Regions from separate parts of the Sus scrofa genome. Here regions 2 and 3 are each linked to region 1. The links are chromatin contacts, called in public Hi-C and promoter capture Hi-C maps. All regions are on one chromosome and are shown on one strand. The core of a region is the stretch at or near the end of the contact, and the rest is flanking DNA. Distances in the headings are between cores, read along the strand shown. Region 1 holds the start of FERMT2 (fermitin family homolog 2). Region 2 overlaps FERMT2 (fermitin family homolog 2). Region 3 has its middle 63 kb from the start of GNPNAT1.

The links. Promoter capture Hi-C pulls out the DNA fragments that hold promoters and counts their contacts. A called contact is a pair of places that touch in the nucleus more often than the background predicts.
Region 2: a contact with region 1 is called in a Hi-C map of fetal liver, with 1.6 times the contacts expected there. The contact joins the enhancer-like site here to the promoter of FERMT2 in region 1. A contact is called at or near these places in 1 of 5 promoter capture datasets (liver), 6 of 47 Hi-C or Micro-C datasets (embryonic fibroblasts, fetal liver, fetal skeletal muscle and 3 more) and 1 of 2 datasets of contacts at active chromatin or transcription factors (skeletal muscle).
Region 3: a contact with region 1 is called in a promoter capture Hi-C map of liver, with 11 times the contacts expected there. The contact joins the enhancer-like site here to the promoter of FERMT2 in region 1. A contact is called at or near these places in 2 of 5 promoter capture datasets (both in liver), 24 of 47 Hi-C or Micro-C datasets (adipose tissue, alveolar macrophages, brain and 12 more) and 1 of 2 datasets of contacts at active chromatin or transcription factors (skeletal muscle).

What each region holds. Positions count from the first base shown.
Region 1 is chr1:182,605,625-182,610,404 of Sscrofa11.1, reverse strand. FERMT2 (fermitin family homolog 2) reads left to right here and starts at 3,515. Exons shown (of 18, transcript XM_021102113.1): 1 at 3,515-3,790.
Region 2 is chr1:182,533,333-182,537,832 of Sscrofa11.1, reverse strand. FERMT2 (fermitin family homolog 2) reads left to right here. Exons shown (of 18, transcript XM_021102113.1): 10 at 1,072-1,121; 11 at 2,392-2,516. Among named protein-coding and RNA genes, the nearest start is that of FERMT2, 71 kb to the left of the region's middle. Within about 2 kb of position 2,057, at least 4 of the 83 cell types and tissues checked have an H3K27ac peak or open chromatin away from gene starts, as enhancers often do. A contact at or near this core is called in fetal liver, where this site is marked.
Region 3 is chr1:182,483,849-182,488,092 of Sscrofa11.1, reverse strand. No RefSeq gene overlaps it. Among named protein-coding and RNA genes, the nearest start is that of GNPNAT1, 63 kb to the right of the region's middle. Within about 2 kb of position 2,227, at least 2 of the 83 cell types and tissues checked have an H3K27ac peak or open chromatin away from gene starts, as enhancers often do. A contact at or near this core is called in fetal liver and liver, where this site is marked.

The DNA of each region.
Region 1 (4,780 bases), core at 2,266-4,765:
CAAACATGGGCCTTGGCAGTGACCCGAGCCACTGCAGTTTGATTCTTAACCCACTGTACCACAGCAGGAACTCCTCATTTGCCCATTTTTAATCAGGTTATTTTTCTTCCTCTTCTTCTTCTCCTTCTTTTTTTTAAATTTTGGGGCTGTACCTGTGGCATATGGAAGTTCCCAGGCTAGGGACCGAATTGCAGCTGCAGACCTATGCCGCAACTTGTGGCAATACCAAATCCTTAACCCACTGAATGAGGCCAGGGATCAAACTCACATCCTTATGTATATTATGTTGGGTTCTTAAGCTGCTGAGCCACATGGGAACTCTGGGCTGTTTTTCTTCTTATTGTTGAGTTGTAATAGCTCTTTATGTATTCTAGATATAGGTCCCTTAAAAGATAAATGATTTGCAAATATTTTTTCCTATTCTGTGGGTCTTTTCACATTTTTGATGCTACACTTTGGGAAAAAAGGTATTTTTGATCTTGATAAAATCCAGCTTAGTTTTTCTTTTGTCCTTTTTGCTTTGATGTCCTATCTAAGAAGGCACTGTTTAATCTAAGGTCACAAAGGTTTACTCCTACATTTTCTCCTAAAAATTTTAAAGTTTAGACCTTACATTTAGGTCTATGATCCATTTTGAGTTAATTTTTGTATATAATTTTTGTATAAGGCAGTGGTATGACTTCATTCTTTTTGCATATGGATATCCTTTCTGGTGTTTTTGTTTGTTTTTTTTTTTTGGCCACATCAGTGGCATGTGAAGTTCCTGGGCCAGGGATTGAATCAGAGCCATAGCTGTGACCTATGTGACAGTGCCAGATCCTTAACCAACTGCACCACAGCAGGAACTCCCTTTCTGGTGTTTTAAATGTCTCCTATATTAGATTGGTGTTTCTTAAGAGGTTGTGGCATATGATATATATCTACATGTCTGTCTCAGTGCCCTGCACTGTGCTAAGCACACCATTAGCTACGCTGTTTGTGTGAGTATATATACGAACATTTCATATTTTTTTCAGAGGCAGAACATTTCACAAGGTGATGTGAAGTTCAAGCTTTTTTTTTTTCCTAAGTATCACTCAGCATGGTTTTCTACAAAAAGCTTTTTATAATCTGGAGCAGAAATTCCAACAGTACCTTTCCTTCCCCTTGAAGTAGTGATTTCGTTGTTATCTCAGAGGCTTTCTTTAGGTCTGTGTCTCCTCAGCAAATCATCCTTGTTGCTCAGTTTGGCAATCCTTTTCTTGACGTTTCCAGTGAAGGCCCACTTCTATCAAAAGAAAAGTAGCCCCTGCAATCTTCTTTCCCATTCTTAGTTCGCATTCCATGCCCCTTGATTTCTACCTCCTTAGTAGCTTTACCAGTTTTGGCAGTCCCTGAGACAAAGAGAGAATTCTGCTCACCTGGTTATTTGACAGGAATAATTCATTACATTTCATCTTGCTGGCCTTGAATGGCATTTTTAAATGCATTTTAAACTAACCCTTACCCATTCACATTCATACAAACCTTCCCTTATTTTCTCCTAACCCCAAGCTCTCTTTCCCTTATTTTCTCCTAACCCCAAACTCAGTGGTTATATTTTGTATTAACCGTTTAAGAATGTAAAGCACAATTTAAGTAGACTCAGAGAAGAAGCTGAAGTCAACCTGCGGATTACTAAACCCGAGGGCTGCATTTGACGGCAGATCTGCGAGGTATCATTTGGTCTAAACCTAAGCCCAGTGCTTGGGACCTTATTTGGATATTGCTGCTTTCAATGCTTGAGCCGTTCTTCCAAACACTGGAGTTCTCGGCTACTTTTCAGTATGATGTAAGTACCACAAGTATTGCACTGTCTTAGAGGTTCTAGTAGGGGATTTCAGATAAGATTCCACATCTGAACACACTAGGAAACATTAGGTGGAAGTAACATTTAAGAAATGCATTTGAAGGTCTCACTTGACAATCTAGGAAAAAAAATCCCCAGTTTCAGAGATTCAAGTCTGACTCCTCTTTAATCTTCAAAGCAAGAAACAGCTTGAAATACTCAAAAAGAAGGCTAAAGAGACCAGCTGCATCCTTCTCAATCTATTGCTCCAATGGTTCTTTCGAAGGTCCTTGGCTTCCTGTGCTTTATACGGCTCAGACACAAACTGCTGATTTTCTAAACTAGTAAAGTCTCTTATAAAGCAATAATTAAGCTGTTTCAAATGCTAAGAAATGGGGCTGTTATATGCAATGTTATCCCACCCCCTGCTCCCTCTCCTTTAGGAAACACTCAGAGAAGTGGGCAGCAGTCAGAGAAGTCGGCGAGGTGGTGGGAGATTGTTCAGAAAGTAACTCACTGAAGAGTGAGGCAAGAACCAGAATGTGGAAACTGAGTAGTAAAATGGTTTCTTAGACGACAGTTGACTTCGACAAATTTGTCGGAAGGAAAGGATGTGCATATTTTTGGTTCTGAAAGGCATGTTTGAGAAACCATAGTTATTCGGAGCTTATGGGAGCACTTGCAAAGGTCTTAAGGTACAATTCTTATCTTCATTCCCGGCTCCATTTTAAATCTCGAACCCTTGCTTCCTGTCCTTTTTTTCCTCCTTGTTTTGTGCCATGTATGCTATCTCAAAGTTTATGTATCCTTATACATTGCCACACATCCCTGCGGGGATAAAGTGTAGAAATAAATATGTAGATTTACAAGTCAGGACTTCCCCGGTACTGAAATATCTCCATGGGGCAGAACTAGTGTGTCCTGGACATCTGTGTTAATTTGATACCAGCATGTTTTCCATTTTCTTTGTGCAGTGCAAAGAATCTGAAGTCCCTGCTATCCAAGAACTTATAATTTACTGGGGGATTTTAAAAAACACATAAGGAAACCCCCAAAAGTCCTGTCCAGGTGTCCAATAGCTACTCTATCAGTTGTGTCTATCGTTTTGAATGTAATGGCATGTCCATGGAAATTGATATGCTGAATGTAATTCAAGGCAGTAACAGACAAGTCTTGAATGCAAAGCCTGAATGAAAATGAAGAAGAGGGAAAAACAAAACAACAACAAAAAAAAACTCTTATTATCTCAACACCAGAGAGCTTCTTAATATTTTGGTGTATTTCCTTTCAGTCTTTTTTCTCTGCTCTGAATATTTAAGACAAAATATGCTCGTGATTTTACAACTACATGTACATATTTTTTAACCCTAACAAGTTTTTCTCTACTTTATTAAAAAACATTTTCCTCGATATTTTCAACACCGCAATTTACATAGACGTTCCCTCCTCTCTGGTTGTCCATACTGCTTCCAAGTGAATGATTTGGAACATCCATGAGTAGAAATAGAGATTAGAGACTACAGACTCGAGGCATCAATTTCTCCATGATGAGTAGCTGAAAATACTGTAGTGTTTTACCCTATTTTTGGTGCCAAACCTCTGGCATCTGACTAAATTTCGCTGCTTCTCTTTCATTCTTTTATGGGTTCCACCCCTTTCTTGAGGCCTCTAACCTCGTTTCCCAATTGTGTTGCTGAACACATCGTTGTTTGCGGGGAGGGGGAGGTCCTCTTCGAAGAGACTGACACAGGTTCAAGAAGACTTTGAGACTTTTAAAAACTGGGGTCTTTTATGGAATCTGGGACATTTTATCCGAGTCTCCCTGACTTAAATTTGTTGAGCCATGCTTTTGCCAGCGAGGCACTTTCCCCCGCTAGCTGCTTCTGACTGGCTCCCTCTCCCCAGAGTGTGGCAGTAAAAGGGGGAAGTGGAAGAAAATTGGGAGCAGGAGGACCGTTCTCCATCACTGGTCAGCGTCAACAGGTAAAGCTCTTTATTTCTTCCAGTACCTGCTGGCCCCGGTCCGGAGCTATTAAAATTCCTTCAAGGTGTGGCTGAGGGTGGGGTAGAGGATGTATATCGATCTAAACGCCTTAGTAGACTGTTAGTTCTAAATTGCATATTTAAAAACATACAAATACGTACAGAGTTGAAGAGGCTGCAGAAACAGTTTTCGAATAAAACTCACTTCCCTGATTTGCACTCCCCCCCCATACGAGCATCGTAGAACCTATGTGACTCACTTCTGGTTGGAGCTTCCTAATGGGTTAAGAGCGCAAGCAAACTCTTAGGAGTCCAGTAGGAGTTGCTGGTTGTGCCGGACATTGCTTGCAAAGCAATTTTTGTGGTTCAACTCCCTTTGGGTTTTTTCATTCTTTTGTCGGATGTTCACGGAGCTGGCTTGGGCATTTACTTTTTAAAAGTTTTTATGTCCCCAACCCCCAGTTCCAGCTCCCGGAGAGCGGCACCTCTCATCGCCCCGAGACTTTTGGGCTCGCTCCAGACGTGGGGAGGGGGCGGGGGACTTTGTTCCCTGAAAACGACCTTGTCCTGGGAATTTCCTGTAACCATTTCTCACGGACCGGCCCCCTCATCCAGCTGGAAGCCAAGACACCCGCCGCCGCGGGCGCTCGCCGAGCCTGAGACCCGAGCGCTGCAAGGAGCGCCCAGCGCCCACCCGCGCTGGGTAGGAGGCTTCTGCGTTCCCCGAGCTCCCCCTCCTCAGGTCCCGCCGGCGAGAGCCCGGATGTTGGACTCAATCCCTACGCCGGGTCCTTCATTTCCATAAAAGGGCAGCGGATCGGCGGGGCCGAGATTGCTGCCACCGCGGGCGCCCCCCGCCTCCCCCGCACAGCTCGCTCCCCCGCCGTGCGCCGCCCCGCCCCCCACCCGGGAGTCCAAGCGGCTCTGGCCCCCAGCGGGGCCGCTGGGGACTGTGGGGGAGGGGCGAGGCGGCTGGACCCGCTGCGGGCA
Region 2 (4,500 bases), core at 808-3,307, 71 kb after region 1:
TAGCTATATTAGAAATCAATGATATATTCCTGTGGGTTGTATAAGTTGGTATTTTGATAAAATTTTTTTTTTTTCATCTTTTTGCTAATTCTTTGGGCCGCTCCCGCGGCATATGGAGGTTCCCAGGCTAGGGGTTGAATCAGAGCTGTAGCCACCAGCCTACGCCAGAGCCACAGCAAGGCTGGATCCAAGCCGCATCTGCAACCTACACCACAGCTCATGGCAACGCCGGATCGTTAACCCGCTGAGCAAGGGCAGGGAATGAACCCGCAACCTCATGGTTCCTAGTCGGGTTCGTTAACCACTGCGCCACGACGGGAACTCCAGATAAAATTTTTAATAGCTTTTTATGTCATTTGAAAATACCAGGAGTTCCCAGCATGGCTCAGTGGTTAACAAATCTGACTAACATCCATGAGGACACAGATTCAATCCCTGGCCTCACTAGTGGGCTAAGGATCTGGTGTGGCCGTGAGCTGTGGTGTAGGTCACACATGAGGCTCGGATCCTGCGTTGCTGTGGCTGTGGAGTAGCTGGCGACTACAGCTCTGATTCCACCCCCTAACCTGGGAACCTCCGTATGCCACAGGTGTGGCCCTAAAAAGAAAAAAAAAATACCATTGTACTATATGGCCGTATAATATTGATTGGCCTTTAAAATCTTTGTAATATCTATTATAAGTAATTTTGATTATTTATTGAATAAGCTGGTTCTTTTATTTATTTATTTATTTATTTATTTATTTAGTCTTTTTAGGGCTGTACCCATGGCATATGGAGGTTCCCAGGCTAGGGGTCGAATCGTAGCTGTAGCTTCTGGCCTACACCACAGCCACAGCAACTCAGGATCTGAGCCGTGTCTGCAAACTACACCACAGCTCATGGCAACGCCAGATTCTTGACCCACTGAGTGAGGCCAGGGGTCGAACCCACAACCTCATTGTTTCTAGTCAGATTTGTTTCCTCTGTGCCACAACAGGAACTCCTGAATAAGCTGGTTCTTGATGTCAATACTAAACATTAGAATTTCAAATTAAAAAAAAAATTTTTTTTAATGATTTCTTTTCCTAGGGTGACATCACTTCCATTCCTGAACTTGCTGACTATATTAAAGTTTTCAAGTAAGTACAGAAAGGGGAGAGATTCCAAATATTAATAAATAAATCAGTTTTATAGCAATGGTCACATCTTTTAAATTTACCGTTAAATGACTGTCAAATGCATCTATAAGAACATTTACCAATTAGATGAACACTAAATTGAAATGAGAGAAAATAACCTTCTTTACCAAATTAAAATTACAATACTCATTCAAGTTGTGGGTTTTTTTTTAATTTTATTAAGTTGTTTTATGTGATAAACATTGTTCTTAAGCCTGGGGAGGGGTGTGTGGGAGGGGCAGGGGGAGGGGTGTGTGGGAGGGGCAGAGGGAGCGGGATTGTGAAACCTAGGTGGATTGCATCATGCAGATTCTGACCCACATAGTGGCTTATCAGTGTAAAGCATCCCATCTGGGGAAAAGCAGTAGATAATGAGCTGCTGTTGTCAGTAGTTATTTCTTTGTTCAGAGCCCCAGAATCTTTGAATTCTATTCATTTGTTCATGAGACATTTATAACAAGGTTTTAGTGTATCTTATCCAGACTTCTAAAAAAAATTGATCTGATCAGTCATATTGCACAGAATCAAGAGAGCAAGGCATTAAGGCAGGAAGAGGAAAAGAGGTGATATGGAATATAAGCCATTGTGAAATAAACCATTTACTGTAGCTAAGTGTTATACCAGCTCCATATATGGAGCACATCTGAGCTGATAGCCCAACGTCACATGCCACTTCCTAACCTCACTTTGTTCTCCCTATAAACACCTTTGGCATTGACCTATATTTTTCCTTATCCTCTCTTCTTCATGCTTCAAGTTTGACATAAGTGGTAAGTTAAAGTCACCACTGAAATACATCCCTGAGAGATAGGCACTTCCCTCACCTTTAGTCTTGCTAGATAAACAAGAGGCAGTTGCACGGGCACCATGAGGTTAATTACAGGACCTGGGAACCTTCCAATTATTGACATTTACTTCACCTTTATTTTCCTGCCCTTCCTATGTGACCCGCTAGTGATATAGATGGCTACAACTGACAGAAGTACTGGAATATTGGTCTTGCTCTCTTTCTCTGCCTACTCACTGTAAGATCTTCCTGAGAAGATTGATTGAAAAAGAAGGGGCAAATCCAATAATAGCAACTTTGAATATAATGGCCAAAAGGGAATCGAATTCAGCATATGTAAAGCTTGGTCTCAGGCTTTTAACATTGTGAAACTTTGCTGCTAAAACATAGCATTGGTAAAGTTATTTCAAAAGTGTTTTCCTCCTAATTCTATTTGACACATAGGCCAAAAAAGCTGACTCTAAAAGGTTACAAGCAATATTGGTGCACCTTTAAAGATACATCTATTTCCTGCTATAAGAGCAAAGAAGAATCCAGTGGCACACCAGCTCATCAGATGAACCTAAGAGGTAAGGGAAGCCTTGCAATGACCAGTATTGATGGTGGAATATCTATTAGCTAACACTCATAAATTTCATTTTGCTAAGGGGAGAAATTTTTTAGCAGCTCCTTTACTCCTTTAGGTATGTATTCAATTTCACATGAATATTTTGTTGTAGTCTCTCTGCAGTCCTCACTTGAAGTATGGGATTCTACTGTTCTTTGTTTGTTTGTTTTGCTTTTTAGGGACACATGTGTGGCAAATGGAAGTTTCCAGGCTAGGAGTTGAATCAGAGCTTCAGCTGTTGGCCTATGCCACAGCCACAGCCATGCAACATCCAAGCTATGTCTGCAACCTACACCACAGCTCACGGCAATGCTGGATCCTTGATCCACTGGATCCTTGATCCACTGAGTGAGGGATCAAACCTGCATCCTCATGGATACTAGTCGGGTTCTTTACCACTGAGCCACAACGGGAACTTCCTCTACTTTTATCCTAAGAAAATTTATGGTATCTCTTTCCTATTCTTCAGCATCAGGACATTGAATTTTTCCTCATTCTGCAGGAGTTGCCTGCTTACCTGTTTCAGATTCTGCTTAATTTTCATCTGTGCTGTAGTCATCACCTCCCAGTTTTTGCTGGTTTCTCTCTTCCTCATCAGCATCCTACTCCTCTTCCTGACCTTTACTGATGACAAGCTAGTCCAGCTCAGATCCCCAGACTTTTGATTTTCTGGCTCACCAGTGGGTTAGCTGACACCAGCAGGGTTTGGCAAGGTTCTTCCTTATTGCCAACACTTCTTCCCTGTTAAAGTGTCATCTTTAACACTGTTTTCATCATGGCTTCTGGGACAGTCCCAGGATAACCTCGTTGCCATCCTGAATCTCATTGGTTTCCTCTTGTCTCTTCTAGCTGCCATCCTGAATCTCATTGGTTTCCTCTTGTCTCTTCAAATATAAAGCTGTCTCAGAACAGGGGCTGGCATTTGAGGCACATGTAGCTAGACCTGTTTCTGCTTTCTTGTGGCAGCTGTGGCAGGCTTGTTTCCTGTGGCCTGGACTGAGCCTGGCCAAGGCTCAGAGCTACTGGGTTTGGTCTTTTTTTTCCCCCATTCAGATCTGTGGAGTTAGAGCTTCATTGCGGTTTTAGTTACTTGTATTAGTTCTTCACACCATTCCTTCACCACTTTCATGTGTTAGATGCCCTGGTTCAGGTGGTAGGAAAGTTTCCTCTCCAGGTTGGTCTGGTTCTTTTGCAGCTGGAGCACATCCTGCCACCTCTTTCTCTGCACGGCCTTTAGCTGGTTTTGCAGACTGTCCAAGATCCTCTCTCATCACTTGTGGTGATGTTATTTAAAACTGCCCAGCTCACTTCCAGTTTAGATACCACTTCCTCTGGGAAGATGTACCCCTGAGAACTGCTCTCTCACCAGCTCACAAAGCACTCACTGCACTCTTGGTAGCCAGCATGCTTGGCAGAGGATGCAGTAGATCAGTTCCTCACTATTCCACACTCCTTTTACTGTGAATTCCCTTATAGCAAAAGCTAGAAGACTAAAATACATTTTCCAGACTCATTTCCAGCGAGATTTAGATTCCAATCAGATGCATTCTTGTGAGACTTGAATTCCCAACTGAGTCAAGGGGTTGGAGAGGCAGTTCAGAAAGGAGTTAGGTGCTTCTGGGCTCTGGAGTTAAATCTCTAGATCTTATTCTTAATTTTGCTTGGTACATTGGAATATTTTTAGTATATTTCAACAAGATATCCAAATCTCTACCCTGTCTCTATTCTCCTGGTAGTCAGCCAAACTATTGCTTTATAGTTACGCACATTTTAAAAAATAGAAAAACCTCTGCCCTGGGTAGAAGATTGCTATGCCCATGCATTGCAATTCTGTAATTTTCATAAAGCTTTTAGTTAGTCTCACTGCCTTTCTAGGTCAGGAGTCTAACTTTTCGGTCTCTATCATTTTTTCTTTTTATGGCCACACCCATGGCATATGTAAGTTC
Region 3 (4,244 bases), core at 978-3,477, 120 kb after region 1:
ACAGCATACAACAGAGCCACAGCATTGCAGGACCTAAGCTGCAGCTGCGACCTACACCACAGATCACGGCAATACCAGATCCTTAATCCACTGAGCAAGGCCAGGGATCGAATCTGAGTTCTCATAGATACTAGTCGGGTTCATCAACCTTTGAGCCACAGTGGAAACTCCATAATTATTAGCAATTTATATTTCTTCTTTGTGTTCCTCATTGACAGTTCTTCTTAAATTCAGATGGACATACATACAGTGATATCCCACTGCCTTTCCTTACAATCTATTTTCACATAAATTGGGCAAATTATTTTCTTTGAGAACTTCTTAAAGAAAACTTCATGAATCCACAAAGTAGAACACTCTTCTCAGCCATAAAAAAGAATGAAATAATGCCATCTGCAGCAACATGGATGCAACTAGAGATTCTCATACTAACTGAAGTCAGTCAGAAAGGGAAAGACAAATACCATGTGGTATCACTTAACATGTGGAATCTAGAATATGGCACAGATGAACCTATCTAGAGAATAGCAACAAACTCACAGATATAGAGAACAGACTTGTGGTTGCCAAGGAGGAGCGGGAGGGAACGGGATGGCCTGGGAGTCTGGGGTTAGCAGATGCAAACTATCACATTTAGGAGGGATGCAATGAGGTCCTGCTGTATAGCACAGGGAACTATATCCAATCACTTGTAATGGAACATGATGGAAGATGATGTGAGAACAAAGAATGTATATACATATGTATGACTGGATCACTTTGCTCTATAGCAGAAATTGACAGAAAATTGTAAATTAACTATATTTTAAGAAAAAAAAATTTTTTTAAATAAAACAGACTCTTAAACCTCTCACAACAGTAAACGCAATACAGTATGAAATTATGGAATGACTAATTTTTACTCGAACCAATCATACATTACACATTTTGCAAAAACTGAGGCTCTGCCTCACACCAGAATTTATCTTAAATAAGACAAGATTTCAATGAGTCTCAGTTTGTTCATCTATAAAATAAGATGCATAATATTTAGGAATCTTTCCAACTTCAAAATTAGGCAGGCTTGTGCTTAACATAAAACAATACATAGCACCATCTAGAGGTAAAAAGAAATACTTCCCTACATTTTCCCCCAGTCAATCAATCTTCAGCAAAAGCTCAAGTAGATAAATTTCATATTAGCAGAAGTTGCCCAAGTAAATGTATTAGAATTTTAATAGCCTCTCTAATATAGGATCAAACTTTTAAAATGAATCTATCATCACATCTGCAAGAGTTTTTAGCTCCCATGTAAATCTAGCTCATTTCCTACTACCACTTTTTTAAGGGATCAACTCTGAGAAAATTGGCATTGCTTGAGAAAATTCAGGACAGCATCTTCAATGTGACTCTAAGGACCACAGATGTTATGATTACTTAATAATGTGATGTATCATAGTGTACAACAGATATGTGGTATACTGGAGGTATTCTTTACCTTTTGGGGCTTTGGGGATTTGATGAAAACTGTGGTCAAAAAACAGTTTCTCTGTGATTAAAACACAATGTCATCCTCTGGCTTCAACTTCAGGGAAAAGAACACCTGGATTGAAAAAATTCCAGTGGTGGTTTCCCTGAATCTATCTGAACTTGAAGAAAAATTTAAACTATGGAAAGGTCTGAAGTCTCTAGATTTCCAATCACCGTTAACATCTAGGATGTTACAACATTTTGTTTCCAGCCTGATATTAAGAACAGCTTCCTGGGGTACCCCTGGGGCTCAACAGGTTAAGAACCCAACACAGTGTCTGTAAGGATGCAGGTTCAACCCCTGGCCTCGCTCAGTGGGTTTAAGGACCTGGTGTTGCCGTGACCTGTGGTGTACGTCTCAGATGTGGCTTGGATCCTGCATTGCTGTGGCTGTGGCTGCAGCTTCTATTCAACCCCTCACCCAGGATCTTCCATAAGCCACAGGTACAGCAGTAAAAAGAAGAAAACAAACAAAAAAGATCAGTTTCCTTTTGGAACCTCCTTTGGAACTGCACTGGTTTAATTTGTACTTTCTGTATTGTTCTGAGTGTGTTCTTCAGGTTCACTGTGCTTAACCTTCCAATTAAATTATAAGCTCACCAAGTGAAACTGCACCTTCTGGTGGCCTTGGATTAAGTGACAAATAACTTGCTAGTGGCTATGAAGACACAATTCCTCTGGCAAATAGTAATGTGCAAAGTAAAACAGAGCTCAGGCAAATAAAGGTTAAATAATTGTGTGACAAAGTTCAGAAAGAGTGTTGCCTAAGATCTGAGTTTACCCTTGACTCATTTAAATCAGATTTAAAAGAAAAACAACAAAATCCTTTCTGAAACGGCCTTGAATTTGTCTGATCACCAATTTTTCTTCTTTTTTTTCTTTTCAGGACCTCACCTGCCACACATGGATGTTCCCAGGCAAGGGGTCAAATCAGAGCTGTAGCCACCAACCTACACCACAGCCACAGCAATATGAGATCTGAGCCATGTTTGTGACCTACACCACAGCTCACGGCAATGCAGGATCCTTAACCCATGGAGCAAGGCCAGGGATAGAACCCATGTCCTCACGGATACTAGCCAGGTTCGTTACTGCTGAGCCACGACAGGAACTCCTGATCTCCAATTTCTAACTCATAATTTGGGAAAAAGATTTCTTTTGGGGAATTGCATAATCATACATTGTTCTTTTATCTTTTTTTTTTTTTTTGTCTTTTGTCTTTTTTGTTGTTGTTATTGTTGCTATTTCTTGGGCCGTCCCGCTCCCTCAGCATATGGAGGTTCCCAGGCTAGGGGTTGAATCGGAGCCGTAGCCACCGGCCTACGCCAGAGCCACAGCAACGCTGGATCCGAGCTGCGTCTGTAACCTACACCACAGCTCACGGCAACGCCGGATCGTTAACCCACTGAGCAAGGGCAGGGACCGAACCCGCAACCTCATGGTTCCTAGTCGGATTCGTTAACCACTGCGCCACGACGGGAACTCCTTTTTTTTTTTTTCTTTTTTTTTTTTTTTTTTTTTGTCTTTTGTCTTTTTTGTTGTTATTGTCATACATTGTTCTTAATAGGGATGAGAAAAAGGGACTAAAGGTTCTACCCAAATTTTATTCTTCTAAGTTTTCAAACATCTAGAAAAGTTGAAAGAATAGTATGATAAGCAGCCTTTCACTTACCACCTACCTTTAACCATTGTTAATATTATTCATGTCACTGTATTTATTTCTGAAAAACTTAATCTGTTACAGACATCATGACACTTCACCCCCTAATATTTCAAACATCACTTATGAACAAGGAAATTCTCCTTCACAACCTCAGTGTCATTGTCACACCCCCCAAAATTATTAAGAGTGCTCTAATATCTAATATTCAGTTGAAATCCAAACGTTCATAATTGTCCCAAGGACGTCCTTTATAGCTGCTAAAAAAAAAAACCAAGATCTAATCAAGGATTACAAATTGCATATAGTTTTTATTTTATTTATTTATTTATTTTTTTAGGGCTGCAGGTACAGCATATAGAAGCTGCCAGGCTAGGAGTAGAATCAGAACCTAGGTGATGGCCTACACCACAGCCAGAGCAACACCAGATCTGAGCCGCAACATATACCATAGCTCGCAGCAACACCAGATCCTTAACCCACTGAGCAGCGCTAGGATCAAACCCAAACCCTCATGGATACTAGTTGGGTTTGTTTCTGCTGAGCCACAATGAGAACTCCAGTTTTTACTGTTTTTGAAGCATTTATTCACTGGACACTTACTACGTCCCAGTTACACAGGCCTTCCTACTTAATTTTCACAAGAAATTTGAGAGTTTTTGTTGTTACATCAGGGGGTGATGAAGTCCTTGCCTCTGAAGATTCTGATGTATTTTAATTACTCACCATTATATTCACAGAATTGAGCACAGAGCCTTGAATATACCAGGTACTGATATAAAGCTGTGGAATAAATGAAGGCATGGTGTACTTGTCCATTCTGATGGAAAAGCTACAATAAAAACATGATGAAGGAGTTCCCTTGTGGCACAGCAGGTTAAGGATCCAGTGCTGTCACTGCAGCAGCCTAGGTCACTGCTGTGGCGCAGGTTTGATCCCTAGCGCAGGCACTTCCACATGCCACAGGTGTGGCCAAAACAAACAAAAAAACTGTGATGGTAAAGTACCAAATCTGCTGTGATACTACACTGAGGCAGAGGCAGTCTCTCATCCATGCTCCCCTGCTTCTCCAGGC